Linked DNA regions of Rattus norvegicus: region 1 is linked to region 2. The links are chromatin contacts, called in public Hi-C maps. All regions are on one chromosome and are shown on one strand. The core of a region is the stretch at or near the end of the contact, and the rest is flanking DNA. Distances in the headings are between cores, read along the strand shown.

Region 1 (6,261 bases), core at 2,826-5,325, 34 kb after region 2:
AGGCGGAAGATACCAAGGTGCCTCATTGACACAGAGAAGCATTTCAGGAATCCCAGGTGCTAGCTGAACGGGTTCTAATCCGGAGATAGGAAGTTGAACCTGTAATCTAATTAAGGCTAAGTAATGTTCCACAGGTAGAGGTGTGTGGAGGATTTTAAACTCCCCAGACAAAGTTAGAGAAGGAGAAGCCCTGCTGCTAAAGAGAGTCTGTCATCTTGTGCCACCTCTGGAAGGCCGCTCAGACAATGGTAGGCTTCATTAGCAGGGCAACAAGAGTAGCAAATGCTTAAGCACTGAGCCTCTCTTCAATCCCAGTGACTTCCTTTCCATTCTTTCTGTCTCCCTCTCCCAACTGTTGGGATCACATGCATGGCTCATTTAGCCTAAAAGTCAGTTTTAAAGATGTCTTTGAAAATGTATAAAAGTTATTACAAAATCTAATTAAAACAAAGCTATGCTAAAATAACTTTAAGGAAATAGCCATTATCACCTAAAAAGTACCTTGGGAAACTCTGAAGAATTGTGCTAGACTAAAACTATTGAAAACCAATGAACCGGCAACATGCCCCGAGTCAAACCCTAGCCCTGGTCATGACCACCCTAACCCCAAGCGTTCTTTCTTCAGAGGATGCTCTAGGAGATCCAGGTCCCCACTCACCTGGTAATACTTCGAAGCGGCCGATGGTGACCAGTAGAAGGTTTTTCTGACCTCGAACAACTTTCCCCTCTTTGCAAGGCAGAAGGTCCCAAAGAGAAGATAGGTAAAGTGGAGTATGGCTTCGAAGGCAGCCGCATCTGTTATCCCAAATGAGGAGAAAATGAGCTCCAGCACTTGCAGAGGCCCTAACCAGATGCACTGGTGATTTCACCGAGTTCAGCTTACCTTTTTGCAACACTGTGAGCACACGGGCCTGTGGATAAAACGAGAAGTGTTACTTGGTGGACACAGTGAATGTAAGTGAAGCCAGGGCTACAGAGCTGTGCTGTTCTGTCAGACATTATCGGTCTGTTGGAATGTAATGATACAAGTGTAGACTGCCAAAGAGACAATCTATAAAATTTAGCTACTACACTGCTTCATAAAAACAGGATCAGCTAGCAGGGTGGTGGTGGTGCACACCTTTAATCCTAGCACTCCAGAGGCAGAGGCAGGCTGATCTCTGTGAGTTTAAGGGCAGCCTGGTCTACAGAGTGAGTTCCAGGACACCCAAGGCTACACAAAGAAATCCTGTCTTCAAAAACCAAAAACCAAACTAAGCCAAATCAAACCAACAAAAAACTCAGGTCAGTCAAGCATGGTGGCTCATGTCTGTAATTTCAGTACTTGGGACACTAGAGGGAGACCATTGAGAGTCTGAGGCCAACTACAGCCTCATAATGAGTTCCAGACCAACTTATACTATAATATGATCTATCTTAAAAAACAAACAACCAAAAAGGGGTGCTGGAGAGTGGGTCTGGAGAAATGCTCAGTAGTTAAGAGTGCCTACTACTCTTCCAAAGGGAGGACCTGAGTTCAGTTCCCTGCACCCATATTAAGAGGCTCATGATGGATCGTAACTCTAGATCCAAGGGATCCATGCCTCTGGCCTCCATGGCACCGCACTGTGGGGTTTCACTCATAGAGCACACATATGCACATAATAAGAATAATATAAAGAAATCTTTTTCGTTTTGAGACAGTCTTACCATGTAGGCCTGGCTGGCCTGAACTCACCAGGCTGGCCTTGAACTCACAGAGCACTTCTTGCCTTTGAGTACTGGGATTAAAGACCTGTGCCACCACCACCACCACCTAAAAATTAACCTTAAAACAACAACGTAACAACAAACAAATAAATAAAGAGGATCAACGTCCATGCGGAATTTTAGTAGTGTGTCCAGGGATCATATGATAACCATGGCTGGTTTTTGTTTTTGTCCTGTTCGAGGACGACAGTCTCGGTTTGCTTATATAAAAGAAACAGACCAGGCATGGTGGTATGCACCCGTACTCCAGCATTTGGGAGGTAGAGGCAGGAGGATCAGGAGCTGAAGCTCCCCCAAGGCTATGGAATGAGTTTGAGACTGGTGGCCACATGAAACCTCCTTTCAACAACAATAAAAAAGAAAGAAGTAACATGCAGAGTAACATTTCCACCCAGGTTTATCAAGTGTTAGGATCCACTATGCCAAGCCAGTAAGGAGGCAGAGCAAAGCCACAGACCGGGCCACCTCTAACTCCTCTCCCAAGCGGGGAAAGACGGAACCAAAAAGGCAAGTGCATTTCTCGGTGCCGCTGGACCCCCAGTGACAGAACCCTTACCTCTTACAGAACTGACAGGTGTAGGACCAGGTGAAGAAGGAAAACCTCCGGGTTCGGCAACAGAAGCAGAGCTAAAAAATACAAAGTTAAAGGAGAAGAGAGGTGGGGCCACTGCTTGCAGGCTCCTGGGATGGAGCCACTTCCTGGTCATCTAGGGATGGTCCAGGTACATTTGCAGAAAGATGAGGGTGAGGAACACAAACCTGGGCTTTATGCTTGGTTTGGTCATGAAAGGTCACAGTGCTCAAGCATCCCGTGGTCACAGGATCAATTCTGAGGAAAAGTAACTAACTTCTGCTTCTCAGGCATGTTTTCTTTCCTGATACTTTATTTTATTACTTTTTAAAAGATTTATTTTATGTATATGAGTACACTGTCGCTATCTTCAGACACACCAGAAGGGGGCATCAGATCTCATTACAGATGGTTGTGAGCCACCATGTGGTTGCTGGGATTTGAACTCAGGACCTTTGGAAGAGCAGTCAGTGCTCATAACCACTGAGCCATCTCTCCAGCCCCTCCTGATCCTTTAAAATTACAACTCTAGTGCACATGGCCTTAGGAAGCCATACTATTATCTTTTAGGGTGGTTTTTAAACTTCCACTAATTTTGCCAAGGAAAAACAAAAATCCCATCTTGTAAGTGAGGAAGAACAGGGATCAGCCTAGAATATAAATACCTCACCTCTAAGACCCCTAAAATCCTGTACCACCTGTCTAAGCACACAGGCCTCTTACAGAAGACCATGCCTGGGACTGGCCATTCTCATACAGGTCAATCAACGTTAAACAGTTCTACCTTTCCTTTTTTCAGGGCAGTGTAGACATCCTTATACTGTTGGTACTTTTCCAGCTCCGCTTTCACCAGGACCTGACGAATGTGCATCACTTCCTCCACAGTGAGAGCGAGGCATTCCACTGGGTAGCAGAATTCCTCCTGCAATTCAAAGTTCCTCGTGAGCAAGGCGCACCCGCTCTGCTCTAGGGCTGCCGTGCTCCCTTCAAATCAGACACCTGGTTAGTAGCTCCAGAGAACAGGATTCCCATGATCACTGGGACAGAGCTGGCTCCCTCTGGGGACCACATCACTCCTAAGCCCATGGTAGAGAACAGGACCTTGGCAGAGTGAAACACTGTAGCACTTTCTAATAAACCAGTTCCTCACATTAAGGCAGGTATTTTGCCTCCAGCAGAGCTGAGAACTTGAGAAAGCATTGTTATGCTAAACCAGTTTTGTGTCACAGAAGATTATGCAAATGTGCTGTGAGTTATACTCTTATTAGAAATGCAGCAAATTCACAAGTTTGGTCCTGTTTTCAAAACTGCAGGATTTTGTTTGTGGTACCCAGAGTAGCCAAGCGAAGGTGGTTAGTACTTTATATGGACAAGCATTACTGAGTGATCAGTTACATCAGCACACTTTCAAAAATCCCTGAAGGCTTGAGTGGAATTGTAACAGGAAGCGGGAGGCAGGACAGCTCACTCCAGAAGCCCATCTCTCTCGTTGCCCCAGGTCTTTTCAACGCTGCTGAATGCACAGTCAGCACAGATGGAGACAGAGCCTTTCGTGATAAATATTTATGTTGGGTTCTTATGTTAATGGCTTCCTTACAAACAGCTGTGAAAAATGTTGATGTAACTGATCCACTGAATAAGAGCCTCGAACCATCCGTTCTCCATCCGGCGCTGCTGATTGGTGGATCTAAGAGAAAGACAGAACAGCCCTGTGCACTCAGGCCCTGCCAGGCTTCAAGGGGCCATTGTGGTGTATTGACACTGAAACTCAATGTTCTCAGCACACACATTACAATTCACTCCCACACACCACAGCACTGCTCCCAGGCATTCTGGAACCAAACAAGCCAAATGAGAAAGCACATGACCACGAGGGCAGTCAGTTTATGGAGTGTTAGCATTCAGTTCTGTCTTTCAATCAGAGAGACAAACATAAATCTAGGTTGCAAACTTGAAAAACATTAGCATTTACTAAAAAAAAAAAAAACAGTAGTCTGGCTAACTTGTTTCAGTTCAATACAGAATCCGATTGAGCTAACTTAGGGAAGGCTATGCTTGCTTTGGAAAGAATCACTACGCTGTTGAGTTGTTAGGAGGGCTTCTCGTAGCTGGGGGCCAGCTGAAGAAGACTGTGTCATTTACTTTACGATGCCAACAATGGGCATTCAAAAAAGAGCTGCCCATCTCACAGTTTCCCATTTAGTGGGAACAGCTTTCAGAGATGACAGTTAAGCAGTATGCTCAATTTATATATGTGTTTGTTTAACCCACTGAACAGAGCTATGTCAAAGGACAACTTAGACACCTCTAAGTTAGATCATCTAAGCGGGCTAGTAAATAAGCAGTGTTGGCTGAACACGCTCACAGGAGTTTTCAGCTTTAGCTTTTGTAGAAGTTTTCCCACCAGTATTTAATAAAAGGTGGCTGACAGCTAACTATGACCAAACTGCTAAGCTGCACCAAAATACTGTACTGATCTAACCAGCCAACCAACCAACCACCCAACCAACCAACCTAGTCTAACCTAAGGAGGCACTCAGACCCCTGTGCCCTGTAGGTCCCTGGCTGCTGAGTGTTTTAACTTGGGGACAGACTTCCACGGAACAAGCTGACGGCTTGCTCCTTCCTTCTCTGCAGTCTAAGTCACAAGACTTTTGTCCTTTGTCAAGTGCACCCTCAACTTTCAGCTCTGAACCATTTTAAATCTGTACAGCATTGTAAGAGATCATGAAGTTTGTGTATTTCCTTACTCTTTTTAAAAATTTCACTCATACCATCCTTTAATAAAATGATTTCCATCAGGTCAAATGCTAATGTTAAATCTGGAGCTTGCCCAAGGACAACAAGACTTCAATGCAACACGAAATAAAAAGATAAATTAACTAGAATAGTTTCAATTATTTTTCCAATTGACAAGAACATTTAAGAGAGTACCTTGTCCACCATGACCCTGTACGTCTCCTGCTGTGGGTTCAGTGGGTTGGGTTATGCCAGCCAGCCTGACACCATCACCCTTGGAGCTCTATGTCCCAAAGTAACTCAAAGTGTGGGGAAAGCAGCAAAGGCGTTGGCAGTGGGGCAGTTATGTCATAGCTTATTTACAAGTTGAGCTTTACTGAATATTCTGGTTAACTCTTAGACAAATGGAGTCAGAATGAGGCAGCACAGAAACCAGAGAGCAGAAAGTGAAACTGATTATTAGTGACTGGGCCACAGAGAAATGAGCTAGATCTACCTCCTATCTATCTATCTATCTATCTATCTATCTATCTATCTATCTATCTATCACATGCTAGGCGTGGGACATATATATAACAGTGAGGTGTGGACTGATCACTGTGGTTCTCTTTTCCACCATGTGGGTCGTGGGGACTGAGTTCAGGCTGGCAGGCTCGGCAGGTAACAGACGCCTTAACCTGCTGCGCGCCGTGCGGGCTTCAAACAGACATCTTTCATATGATGGCTTCCGTTAGAAAGAAGCTCCATACACCAGCTGTAAAACCATCAGTTAAGAACCATCGAAAGGGAAGTCAATTTAAATAGAAAATTTGACATATACTTAACCACTTCTTCAAATCCAATTTTAAAACTCAAAGTGAATTTGTTTTTTCCTTAAAACAGTCTATGGACCGCATGTAGATATTTCTGTTTGAGGGTGTTCATAGTAAAAATGTCAACCTGTGGCTGTAAGAGGAATTAAGAGAGCCACCCATTTTGTCTATGGAGCTAATCTAAAATTAGGTGGGGAGTGTTGGACAGAAGACAGGACATAGAGATTTCATGACAAATGATAAATATAGGATCAGGCTCTCTGTGCCCCATGTGTTTTATATTCAGATGAATAACAATGAGTAAAGAATGAGTCATCTGTCCAGAGTTTGTTCTATAACATAGATCCTTGAAGAGCCAGGTCCTGGCTGCTCTCTACACTGGGGAATGAG
Region 2 (6,071 bases), core at 1,233-3,732:
TGTGCACCACCACACCCAGCTTGGTTTTTATCTTAATTGTGATTATCTGAGAGCAGGTTTGCTGTGGTAGGCATGAGGTCAGAGGACAACTTTCAGGAGTTCGTTCTCTCCGTCCACTGTGAGACCAGAGGAGCAAATTCAAGGTTTACATAAAGTGCTTTTCTTTTCTTTTTTTCTTTCTTTACTTTAAAACCTTCCTAAGATTTATTTATTTTTTTATGTGAGTACACTGGAGCTGTCTTAAGATGCACCAGAAGAGGGCATCAGATTCCACTACAGATGGTTGTGAGCCACCATGTGGATGCTGGGATTTGAACTCAGGACTTCTGGAAGAGCAGTCAGTGCTCATAACCACTGAGCCACCTCTCCAGCCTTAGAAAGTGCTTTTAACCACTGAGCCAATGTTTGCTTTTGAGCCAGGGTCTCACACAGCTCAGGGCCAGGGCCGTCTCAGCTTAGACTCCCGATGATCTTCCAAGCCTCTGAATCTGAGGGATAACCGGCGTGAGCAGCCACCCCTGGCAGCAGAGGCCTTCGCTTCTTGAAATGCATGCACGCGTTTGCAGGGAGTTAAATAAAACCCTTTCAGTTTTAACCCACCAGGGCCAGTCTTTCTCAAAGATTTTGAAGCCATCCCTTTGAAATGGTGACATCAAAGATAGAGAGCTTCCTTTTCCCTAGGATCAGAGGATGACTTTGGAGACCACGAGATTTCAATTTGCAGGTATACCTCGTGTCCGAAAGAGGTGCTGAATTTCTGATATTTGTCTCCTATTCGGGGAATTAAGCCATGCGTATTGCTCATTCTAGGCAGTTGCTTCACCGCTAAGATATATTCCCAACCTCTTTTTACTCTCTTTTTTTTTTTTTTTTTTTTTTTTTTTGCATGTTTGTTGCCTCTGTTTGTCTTGACAAGATTTTGTGCTGTCCAGGCCGCAGACTCCATCTATAGCTGAAGATGTCCCAGGTGAGGTGTGCCCTGCTAAGCTCAGTTTACACCAGGCCACACCACGTCTGGCACATCTTACTTCGTATTTAACACTTGCTATGTAGTCCAACCTGGCCTCTCTCACTCCTAGTCTTTCTCTACCCTACTAAGTGCTGGGATTATAAACACGAGCCACCCTGCCAGCCTAATTTATGATCAATCTATTTTTCTGAAGTTCCCAGGGAAAAGAAAAGCCACACCTTGTTAAAGACTCCAAGGCGGACTGACTGAACTTAGTGCTTACGGAGAGTTAAAATGTTGCCGATTAGAGCCAAATTATCTAGAGCGATTTTTAGTCCTTTTTAAATTTTTCTTTTTCGTTTGTGTTTGTGTGTGATGTTTATGCTCCTATTTGCATGTGTGTGGGCACATGGTGCGTGTGTCGGCATGTATGTATATATGTATGCATGCATGTATGTAATCTCTTGCTAAACTGTAGCTTCTTAGTCTAGCTAGCCATCTTGTTTGCTAGATTCCATATCTACCTCCAGTGAACTGGGCTGCCATACCCACCCAGCAGCCTGGTTTTCAGTCCCTCTGAAGACAATTCATTGCATACCCGTGTATCTGACCAAATATCCTTGCCTATCAGAACCTTTACACTGACTTTTTTTTTTCTTTTTTTCGGAGCTGGGGACCGAACCCAGGGCCTTGCGCTTGCTAGGCAAGTGCTCTACCACTGAGCTAAATCCCCAACCCCTACACTGACTTTTTACCAATCCAAATGCTAAGAATGTTAACATCTGAGGCCTATAGCCCTACGGGCCTAGAGTTCCCTAGTTGCCCTGGTCCCTGCTGACTTGGTAAATGCCACGATTTGTGATTTTCTTTGTTCTGAAACTAATTCAGGCTCACATAAGTAACCACATCCGCTGTGGGTCATGCCTTTCAGGGAAACCTCAATCCTTGTTCCTGAATCATGATCACTCATATTTGGCTCAAAAATAAACTGGGTCTTACTCCCCTCGAGGCGAGAACTGTTTTGTGTCTCCAGGATAAATGTAATTAGTTCCTCTGGAGCAGTGCTCCAGTTACTAATAACTTTAGGACGAAGTCTCTTTTTGTCCCCAACCCTTTTGGGGCAGCCCCATAATATATTGTTCACGTAAAAAGCGTTCGCAGAACTGGCTACTTCTGTTTCTTAGCAGGAGAGCTCCGTCTTTGTAGCCTCTCTAGTAGGTTGCCTGTGACGGGCTTTGATAGGATTGGGGTGTTAAGCTTATTCAATACCCAGACTTTATTTTGAATTGGCAATTCTAGTTTGTCCACGACGTTCGCGTGTGGTTGGAAAGGGCAGGGCCGTGATTTGGACAGCGTCAAAGAACCCAGAGCTGCGGTTTGTGGCTGCGCACTCGCGAATGTCCCTGCGGCAGCGCCGCTCTGGGTACCACTCGCCTCCCACTTCCCTATTTTTAGCCGCCGCAGTCCGGACCACGTGACGGGGGAGGCGGTACAGCGGGCGCCCCGCCCCCACGGCGCCGCGCAGCATCCCGCAGAGCGCCGAACTCGCGCCCTGGGCCTGCGGCTGCGGCGATGAAGATCTGGAGCTCGGAGCACGTGTTCGGGTGAGCCATCCGAGGGCTGCGCTGGGAAATGCGCGGACGTGGCCATAGCCGTGCGGCCTCGGGGAGGGGCGGGGAGCCGGGACCCGCAGCGGCTCCGGGGCCGGGGTCCTGCCGGGGCGAGGAGCCGGGTGTCAGGTGCGTGGGGAGGCCTCCTCATCCTCAGCCGGTTTGTACCGACTGCGAGCTGCGCGGGGTCGTCGCGATCCATCCGGAGTAGGGCAGCGGCCTACGGCCAGCTCCCCTTGCAGCGGGTGTCACCCACGGTGCCCTAGGGGCTTAGGTTCCCCCGAGAAATCTAGACATGAGGAAGGCATTTGGGGCGTTTGGTCCTGAATACGTTGTGCACACGGACGCCTCTAAGCCCCCACCAGGGAGACTGCGAACTGCCTCGAGTGCTCCCCCGACCCTTGGGGCGCCTTCCACCGTGTCATGGAGTGTTTTGATATCTTTTCAAAGGATTTTTGAGACTTTCTGATCCCGATTAGAGAAGCTTTTCGTTCCGAGCGAGGGTGGACGTGAAGAGACTGCATGAAACAGAACTGTCGTCCATTGTCCTTTAAAGTGTAAAATTTCTAATAAAAATTGACCACCTGGCTTCAGAACTCCTGGCTTCTTTATTTTTATTTTTCGATGGTGCTGGGCCCCGACCCAGTGTTTCGAGCTTGCTAGAAAAGTGTTCCATCATTGAACTATAGCATCCGCCTTTAGAAAAAAATCCCTTTTAAATATGGAACCTTAGACAGGTGGTATGTAGATTTTTGGAAAAGTTGGCAGGCTTTCTGAAGGTTTCCCCAAGATTCAGACATGATTTGTACGGGCCAGAAGCAGAGACGGGTAGAAAGTCATCAAATGCTGAGATGCCAAGAGTATTGACTTGGGCCGGCTGAGAGTTACCCTAAGGGTCCTGAAATGTTGACTGCCACTGGAAAATCACTGTTGACAATTTTGACCATTTTTGCAGCGTCCGTTCTTTTTTTTTTTTAATCATTATTATTTACATTTTGTAATCTGTAATGTGTTACCACTCATTTTAATGTGTGTGTGTTTGGGGGAGATTATTTTTCTTTTTTTGAGATAGGGTTTCACTGTGTGGACTTAGACCAGGAGGGCCCCGAGCTCACATAGATCTGCTTGCCTCTGCCTCCCCAGTGCTGGGATTAAATACATGTGACACTAAGGTTGGCTCTTTTTAATAATTTTAAAATTACATTTAATTAATTAGTGTGTGTGTGTGTGTGTGTGTGTGTGTGTGTGTGTGTGTGTGTGTGCGCGCATGTGCATGCACTCAAGCGCAAGCTGCGGTCAAGATAACATGGGGGATTCGGTTCTCAGCTCCTACCTTGTGGATCAGGAGATCCCACTGAGATTTCGAGGTTTGACAGCAGACATCTTTAGCAGCCGATCCATCTTGTTGGCCTCAAGTCATCCACTTAAAAGTGTATTCTACAGTTCTGGGCTGGGGAGATGGCTCACTGGCTAGTCTTTGCCATGAGTGCGTGAGGGCTGTAGTTCAGATCTCCAGAACTCAGGCAACTCAGTGATTGGAGAGGCCGGCCTGTGAGTCTAGCTTGGTTAGATGGAGATGGGGATGCCTGGAGCAAGCTAGCTGGCAGGACTGCCCTGCCTCAGTGAAAAGGGGTAAGAGGATCTCTGCATCGGTCTCCGGCCTCCACAGGCACGCACACCCCACGCACAGCACTCACCCTCATACATGTGAAAGAGAACATGAGAAAAACTTTAAATATATTATATAGTTGACTAATTTTTAGTACAGTTACAGAAATTGGTTTTTGTCATTTTTAGTTTTTTGCAGATTGTGCAGCCATCACTGTGGTGGTCCAGTTTTAGAACATTCCTGTTATCGTCTAAAGATATACTGAACTTTATGTGGGAGATGTACTCCCTCCCCATTCCTGCCCCGAGGAACCACTGATCTGTTCCTGTAGATTTATCTCCTGGATATTTTATATAAATAGTCAACATCATAAGTGCTTTCCTGTGTCTGGTGTCTTGTGATAAGCATTGTCGTCGTCGTCGTCGTCGTCGTCATCATCATCATCATTTTTGAGGCTCACCCATATGGTAGCTAGCATGTGTTGGTTCTTTGTTTTATGACCCAGGTCCCCTGCCAGTGCCTGACCCTGGCACTGCTCACGGGGAGAAGCTCACAGGAAGACCACATGCCCCTCCAGAATAAGGGCAGCAGTAGACTCTGGCAGGCCATCAGCACCCACTCATGGTAGTGGGGCTTTGAGAAAAACCTACAGCTAGCTTGCTTTCTAGTGAGGAGCTGGGAAAGAAGTAACCTTCCAGAGAGGCAGAAAATGTCCACTTTACCTTCTCAGTTTTATCTCTTCTTTTTCTTTTCAACAAAGGCAACTGAGATGGCAAATGTCGAAAACATGCTGACACATGTAAACATGCCAGCATCCACGCCATCACATACGTGTATGCCTATGTGTAAATCCGCATAATGTGGTTTGTTTTTCCCAAATAGGGATCACCGACATCATCCCGCAAGGGTCTTTGGCAGTTTCTTTTTCCTCCAATCATGTGTGTTTTTGAGCTCTAAGCTGATACATATGGATATAAGTTGATGTACATATACCTTGATTACACTAGCCGTATAACCTACCTTATGAATGCGATAATTTGCCCTATCTTATGAAAGGACACATGTGCTTGTTCTGTACTTACGGCCTGTGATGGCCAATACGGTTATCTTGGATTGAGAGACACCCGGAGATTGGTAAGGCACGCCTCTGAGTATGTTTGCAAGAGCTTTTCTATACAGTGGCTTTGAACCTTCCAATCCTGCAACCCTTTAATATAGTTCCTCGTGTTGTGGTGACCGCCAACCATAAAATTCTTTTCATTGCTGCTTCCTAACTAGTTTTGCTACTGTTATGATTTGTAATGTAAATATCTGATATGCAGGATGTCTGATCTATGACCCCCGAAGAGGTTGTGACCCAGAGATTGAGAACCACTGCCAAAGGAGATGAGTTTGTGAGCTCTCTGACCTAATATTGATCTCCTACATTGAGAATGGGAAATGGTGGACCCATGTAAGCTGGGATCTTGTTGGAGGGAGTCCCCTGAAGTGTGCCTTGGCCCTCACTCCTTCTCTTACTTCTTTCTGCTCTCTCTGTCTTGAGGGGAGCTGCTCCTGTACTCCATGATCTTTTAAAAAATATTTTACTACTTTATTCTTTTTTAAAATATATTTATGTTTATTTAATTTTATGTATATGGATTCACTGTAGCTGTCTTCAGACACACCAGAAGAGGGCATCAGATCCCATTACAGATGGTTATGAGCCACCATGTGGTTGCTGGGATTTGAACTCAGGACCTCTGGAAGAGCAGTCAGTGCTGTTAACCCCCGAGCCATCTCTCCATAGTCTTTGTCATTGTGTTCTGCCTTGTCCCAGGCACAGAGACAAGTGGCCATAGACTGAATCTTGGAGATATTGAGGCCCTCAGTTTTGTTTATGTTGATTATATCTTATATTAAT

What was found. Hi-C and Micro-C count contacts between places; a contact is called where the count stands out from the background.
Region 1: a Hi-C map of Schwann cells shows a contact between it and region 2, with 2.3 times the contacts expected there. The contact joins the enhancer-like site here to the promoter of Prelid3a in region 2. A contact is called at or near these places in 2 of 12 Hi-C or Micro-C datasets (the A7r5 cell line and Schwann cells) and 1 of 1 datasets of contacts at active chromatin or transcription factors (oligodendrocytes).

The regions. Positions count from the first base shown.
Region 1 is chr18:63,317,721-63,323,981 of GRCr8, forward strand. Spire1 (spire-type actin nucleation factor 1) reads right to left here. Exons shown (of 16, transcript NM_001415684.1): 12 at 3,105-3,242; 13 at 2,306-2,376; 14 at 884-911; 15 at 659-795. Among named protein-coding and RNA genes, the nearest start is that of Prelid3a, 33 kb to the left of the region's middle. Within about 2 kb of position 4,076, at least 52 of the 93 cell types and tissues checked have an H3K27ac peak or open chromatin away from gene starts, as enhancers often do. A contact at or near this core is called in Schwann cells, where this site is marked.
Region 2 is chr18:63,285,155-63,291,225 of GRCr8, forward strand. It overlaps Prelid3a (PRELI domain containing 3A), which reads left to right and starts at 2,483. Exons shown (of 7, transcript NM_001109570.1): 1 at 2,483-2,553. The coding sequence starts at 2,522. It also overlaps the pseudogene LOC108353173.